Linked DNA regions of Ovis aries: region 1 is linked to region 2. A link is a contact called in public Hi-C data. All regions are on one chromosome and are shown on one strand. The core of a region is the stretch at or near the end of the contact, and the rest is flanking DNA. Distances in the headings are between cores, read along the strand shown.

Region 1 (3,037 bases), core at 184-2,683, 150 kb after region 2:
CACTGTCATAGCCCGCATTGTCAGCTATGATAGTTGGCAACATTCTCAGTGCTTTAGCGTAAGACTCCATTGCAACAGCTTCTTTGCCTGGTGTTCTATTGGCAAGCTGTGTCACGACATGAGCCATCAGCATCTCAGAACAGCCTCCTCCATAAACTGTTCTAGAATCTTTCACAGTTTGGGCAAGAACACAAAGAGCATCATGCAAAGATCTTTCTGCTTCATCTAAAATTTGCTGAGTGGCACCACGCAGAACAATGGTGCAAGCCTCACCAAGGGCTACCCCGGAAAAGTGAATGAGTTTGTCTTCTCCAATCATGACTTCCTCAATAAGTTTGCAACTTCCAAGCTTCACTAGTTCTGGATGGTCAAAGGTAGAGGCAATTTCACCACCTGTAACAAGAGCGAGGCGTTCCACGCCTGCAAAATCTGCATGCTCAATAGCCATAACACCAGCAGCACCAAAGAGTTGTTCAGGGTAATTATAAATTAGTTGCCTGTTAATAAAGCAATTTATCCCATGCTTAAGAATACGTTCAACTTTCTCCTTCATTTTTTCCTTTTCTGCATGTTCTATTTCAGCAACCTTTGCTGTAGAATCAACTCTCACCCGGGAACCAAATATCTTAATTTTGTCTGTATCCATACCAGTATTTGCAATAAGGATTTTAGCATTTTCAATTCGTTTCGGTTGATTTACACCAATTTTTTTATCCAACAGAAAGCCTTCATCTAAATAGGAATCTGCCAGACTTCCTCCTAGCTTTTTGATGACATGAATTGCCTCCAGGTTACCAGAGCCTTTTAGTCTGAGAACAGCTTCCACAGCTAACTTAGTAAAGTGGTCTTTATGATGAGTAAGAAGTTTTGAGGATAGTGTTGTTCCTGCAATGTTCATTAAATCTTGACGGAACTTAACTTCATCGGAACCATGGTCCACTGCAGAATTCAATAGAGCCTGTCTTGCTGCCTTTGTGGCTTCTCTCCAACCCTCAATAATGGTCTGTGGATGTATCTTTTTTGCAATTAAGGATTCTGCTTCCCTTAGCAATTCTGCTGCGAGAACAGTAACAGACGTAGTGCCATCACCAACTTCATCATCTTGAACCCTTGACATATCAACTAAAACTTTAGCAGCTGGGTTGTCCACACCAATGTTTTTTAAAATAGTTGCACCATCATTGGTTACCATAAGAGATGCATCTCGTCCACTGCTTAACAGAATTTTGTCCATGCCCTTGGGTCCCAACGTGCTCTTTACCAAGTCTCCAATAGCAATGGCACCAATAAAAGAAGACAGGCGAGCTGTCTCTGCTTTCTCTTCATCAGCTCCAGCCTTGAAGATATTAACAGGTGCAAGGGAAAGGGACGCCATGGTTCCGAGGAGTTCGCACACACGCTATCCCCTCACAGCTCGCGCCCGTGACCGGAGGGGACAAAGTCTGTTTTAAAATGGTATGTAGTGATTTAATATTGTTATGTATCTCTTTGCAATTTGCTTTTTTTCACTTATCATCTTCAGAATTCATACTTCACTTTACCTAAGAAATGGTATTCTTGAATAAAGTTGTATATACAGTACACATTAGAAAAAGAAGTTGTATATACAATATACAATGGAATATTATTCAGCCATAAAAAGGAATGAAATAGAGTCAGTTGTAGTGAGGTGGATGAACCTAGAGTCTGTCACACAGAACAAAGTCAGAAAGAGAAAAACAAATACCATATATTATGTATATGGTAGAAAAATGGTACTGATGAACATATTTGCAGGGCAGGAATAGAGATGCAGACATGTCATGAAGAAATAAGTCAGGATGGAGGAGAAAAGAATAAGTTTAAGTGTGCTAGTCTATATGAAGCTCTCAGATGACATTTCAGCTTGAAAGAAGTCAAGACAAGTCAATTCAGTCACGTCTGACTCTTTGCAACCCCATGAACTGCAGCATGCCAGGCCTCCCTGTCCATCACCAACTCCTGGGGTCCACTCAAATCCATGTCCATTGAGTCGGTGATGCTATCCAACCTTCTCATCCTCTGTCATCCCCTTCTCCTCCTGCCCTCAATTTTTCCCGGCATCAGGGTCTTTTCAAGTGAGTTAGCTCTTTGCATCAGGTGGCCAAAGGATTGGAGTTTCAGCTTCAACATCAGTCCTTCCAGTGAACACCCAGGACTGATCTCCTTTAGGACGGACTGGTTGGATCTCCTTGCAGTCCAAGGGACTCTCAAGAGTCTTCTCCAACACCACAGTTCAAAAGCATCAATTCTTCGGTGCTCAGCTTTCTTTATAGTCCAACTCTCACATCCATACATGACCACTGGAAAAACCATAGCCTTGACTAGATGGGCCTTTGTTGATAAAATAATGTCTCTGCTTTTTAATATACTGTCTGCTGCTGCTGCTGCTGCTAAGTCATTTCAGTCATGTCCGATTCTGTGTTGCCCCATAGACGGCAGCCCACCAGACTCCCCCGTCCCTGGGATTCTCCAGGCAAGAACACTGGAGTGGGTTGCCATTTCCTCTCCAATGCGTGAAGGTGAAAAGTGAAAGTGAAGCCACTCAGTCGTGTCCGACTCCCAGCGACCCCATGGACTGCAGCCCACCAGACTCCCCCGTCCATGGGATTTTCCAGGCAAGAGTACTGGAGTGGGGTGCCATTGCCTTCTGCGAATATGCTGTCTAGGTTGGTCATAATTTTCCTTCCAAGGAGTAAGTGTCTTTTAATTTTATGGCTGCAATCACCATCTGCAGTGATTTTGGAGCCCAGAAAAATAAAGTCAGCCACTGTTTCCACTGTTTCCCCATCTATTTGCCATGAAGTGATGGGACCGGATGCCATGATCTTCGTTTTCTGAATGTTGAGCTTTAAGCCAACTTTTTCACTCTCCTCTTTCACTTTCATCAGAGGCTCTTTAGTTCTTCTTCACTTTCTGCCATAAGGGTGGTGTCATCTGTATATCTGAGGTTATTGATATTTCTCTCGGCAATCTTGATTCCAGCTTTTGTTTCCTCCAGCCCAGCGTTTCTCATGAT
Region 2 (3,031 bases), core at 253-2,752:
AAGCTGAATAAATTTAGAAAGAAAAGTTAGAACGCTTTTTCACCTGTAGGAAATAAAAGCAGTCTTCGGGCAATGAATTTCCCACTCTTTTTATTATATTCATCAATAGAGAGATGAATGCTTAAGTGAAGAGACTTTATTATGGCCATAAAAGTGATCGATTTCCAGATTAAAAAAAGAAACACATTAAATATATTCAAAATCTTTGCCCTGTAATTATTTTGTTTGCTGTTGTTTGGTCGCAAAGTCCTGTCCGATTCTTTTACGACTGCAAATTATTTTGTACTACCTGTATTTCCCGAAGAGGAATAAGGAACAAGAAACCTTTCTCTCCAATAAAAAGAATGAACAAAGCTGTTCCGTAAATTTGGAGAAACTTTGGAACTTAGAATTTTCGGTAAAGTCCTGTCTTTATGTCCACTGCTGCTGCTAAGTCACTTCAGTCATGTCCGACTCTGTGCGACCCCAGAGACGGCAGCTCACCAGGCTCCCCCGTCCCTGGGATTCTGCAGGCAAGAACACTGGAGTGGGTTGTCATTTCCTTCTCCAATGCATGAAAGTGAAAAGTGAAAGTGAAGTCGCTCAGTCGTGGCCGACCCTTAGCGACCCCATGGACTGCAGCCCACCAGGCTCCTTCGTCCATGGGATTTTCCAGGCAAGAGTAGAGTAGTGGAGTGGGTTGTCACTGCCTTCTCCACTTTATGCCCACATAGGATACTAAAATACCTAATCCCATTCAACAATCACAGAACACTGGGTGGCTGGAGTTAAATAATACAAGAAACGTTTAAAAAACAAAACAAAACAAAAAAAAAGAAAGGAAAGAAAACAAAAACCAACTGAAAGCCCATGAGCAAGAGAAACCCCAAGCAAGGACATGGGATTTTAGGACTGAAAACTCCCAAACTTGATAAAACCTCTGGGCTTCCAGAAAGAACTGAAACACCAAAGGGGAGATCAGGAGACTCAAGTGGGCAGTAGCGGAGGTGAGGCGGAAAGCCTAGCAGCGTCGCGGCTCCCACGACGCTACCTGAACTCCGGACCCCACGAAAGGAGACCGAGGGCAGAGCCGCCGCCCCCAGGCGCGGGGCTCCGAGGGCGGCACCGGCGGCTGCTCCCGCCCTTCAGCTCCGCACACACGAGGCAGAGGCGGTGCCCGGCGGCCCCAGTGATGCAGCGAGCTCGGCGGGAACAGACGCTCGGCGCGAGAGCAAGAGGGAATGCCCCAAGTTGAGGCTGGGAAGAGAGTGAAGGGTGTGGAGGGCAGGGGCATCCAAAAGCGGAGAAAGGGGCCTCGCTCTCACCCTTGTCGCACGCCAGCAAGAAAAGCTTCTCATTCAAGGTGTTCTCCTCCTTCACCTCCCGCACATCCTTCAGCGCCATCACCTCGTTTGGCGACGAAGAGGAAGATGGGGAAGAAGGCAGGGAGGAGGAGGAGGCGCCCGAGAGGTCCGTGCTCGGGTACAGGGCCGCCATCATCGCGGCCCATGAAGGGGGCAGGCCAGGGGACGGGGGCGGGGCCCCCGCCAGCCCCGACCCCGATCCCAGTCCCGCCCCCCGGCTGGAAAAGGGATGAGTCGTTCCCACGGCCGCCTCGGCTCGAGGCCCGTTGGCCCCGAAGGGCGTCGCCTCCCCACGGAGCCAGCACTCGCCTTCCACTGACAGCCCCAGACTGGTGGCAGCGCATGCGCGGCCCCGGGGCCAGCGCCCCCTCCCCAGCCGCCGGCGCCCAGGCCGAGAGGGTCCGCGCCCGTCCGGGGACGACAGGGAGGCGCGCGCCAGGGCGGCAGCCGAGCGCGGGGCCGTGCCAGGAGCCGCAAGGGCCGCGCGGAGGGCGGCCCGGCCAGAGAGGACGACGAAAATCGGTGGGAGAGGAGCTCCGAGAGGAGATTCTACACGCGCCGGGCTCCAGGGCCCTGGGAATCATCGGCCGAGCAGTGCCCGGAGGAGACGTTCGCGGCTCTCCTCACGTCATCTTCCGCTCAGCGCTAGCGACGACGACGGAGTGGGCTCGGCGGTGGGTGGGGCCTGCGACGGAGGCGGGGTCTGCGAACACCCCGCCCTCTACCCCTTGCGCTGCCCCCCTGGAAGGCATCCTTGCAGCCTAGGAAAAGGAGAACGGTCGGCTTCACCCTCTCGACACCCGGGTTGCAAGTTTGAGGTAATTTCCCTCGCGATCTCTGGGTGCATACATGTAAACATGTGGCGGGGTGCTTCGTTGAGCCTCTGACGACTTAACGCTGAGTGGAAACCCTTAGTGGAATTGTCGAATATTCCTTTGTCCTCTGGCTAAAGCAAAAAGGACAGGACCCTTACCACGCCACTACACCTGTTTGTGTGCAATTATACTGGGCTAGCTACCCTCGTTTCTAAAACTGTACTTTTTAAAAAACTAGTTTGTGATATAAAATTTGCATGACATCTCTGGTGTCATTTGCCTGTAACCATTGGATAAGCACATCATTAGGATCTTATCTACCTCACAGTCCTTCCAGTGGTTTCTTGTTCATCTTCACATTTATTATTATAACTCAGATTTTAGAAGATGAGTGTTAATTAAGCAAAAGCTAACTGAATGCAGTAAGTGCTACTTCCTTGAATATTTTTTAAAAAGTTAAGCTTGATTTAAAGCATATTTTTGCACCTCTAAGAACTGCGGCAGGGGGTCTGAAAATTGTATCCCGAATCGTTTTCATTGCTTTCCACAGCCAACTATGCAAAAATCTAAATTGTGCCCTTAGTGCTTGGGTTTTTAAGGCAATATATAAATTTACCTGAGTATCATATATTCGAGAGAAATACTTCCTGTTCTTTTCAGGTTGACTTGCTGATCCCTGTCCTGCCAACACTAACTCCTAAGTTTCCTAAATATATCTTCCTCATTATGCAAAGTCCTCTTTCCATCATCTCTGAGATCTTTAGCAGACTAGACTCCCCACCTTTCCAAACATTTTCATCTGTTTACTTCAAAATAGTTATCTATTGAATCATGTTACCTTTTCCTCTCTTATCCCTCAGTTCAGTTCAGTCA

Evidence for each region. Hi-C and Micro-C count contacts between places; a contact is called where the count stands out from the background.
Region 1: a Hi-C map of liver shows a contact between it and region 2, with 2.5 times the contacts expected there. The contact joins the promoter of LOC105601893 here to the promoter of TRPC1 in region 2. A contact is called at or near these places in 3 of 16 Hi-C or Micro-C datasets (hypothalamus, liver and mixed tissues).

The regions. Positions count from the first base shown.
Region 1 is chr1:247,069,044-247,072,080 of ARS-UI_Ramb_v3.0, forward strand. It overlaps LOC105601893 (T-complex protein 1 subunit beta-like), which reads right to left and starts at 1,434. Exons shown (of 1, transcript XM_042236021.1): 1 at 1-1,434. The coding sequence starts at 1,375.
Region 2 is chr1:246,920,871-246,923,901 of ARS-UI_Ramb_v3.0, forward strand. TRPC1 (transient receptor potential cation channel subfamily C member 1) reads right to left here and starts at 1,503. Exons shown (of 7, transcript XM_060405618.1): 1 at 1,305-1,503. The coding sequence starts at 1,479.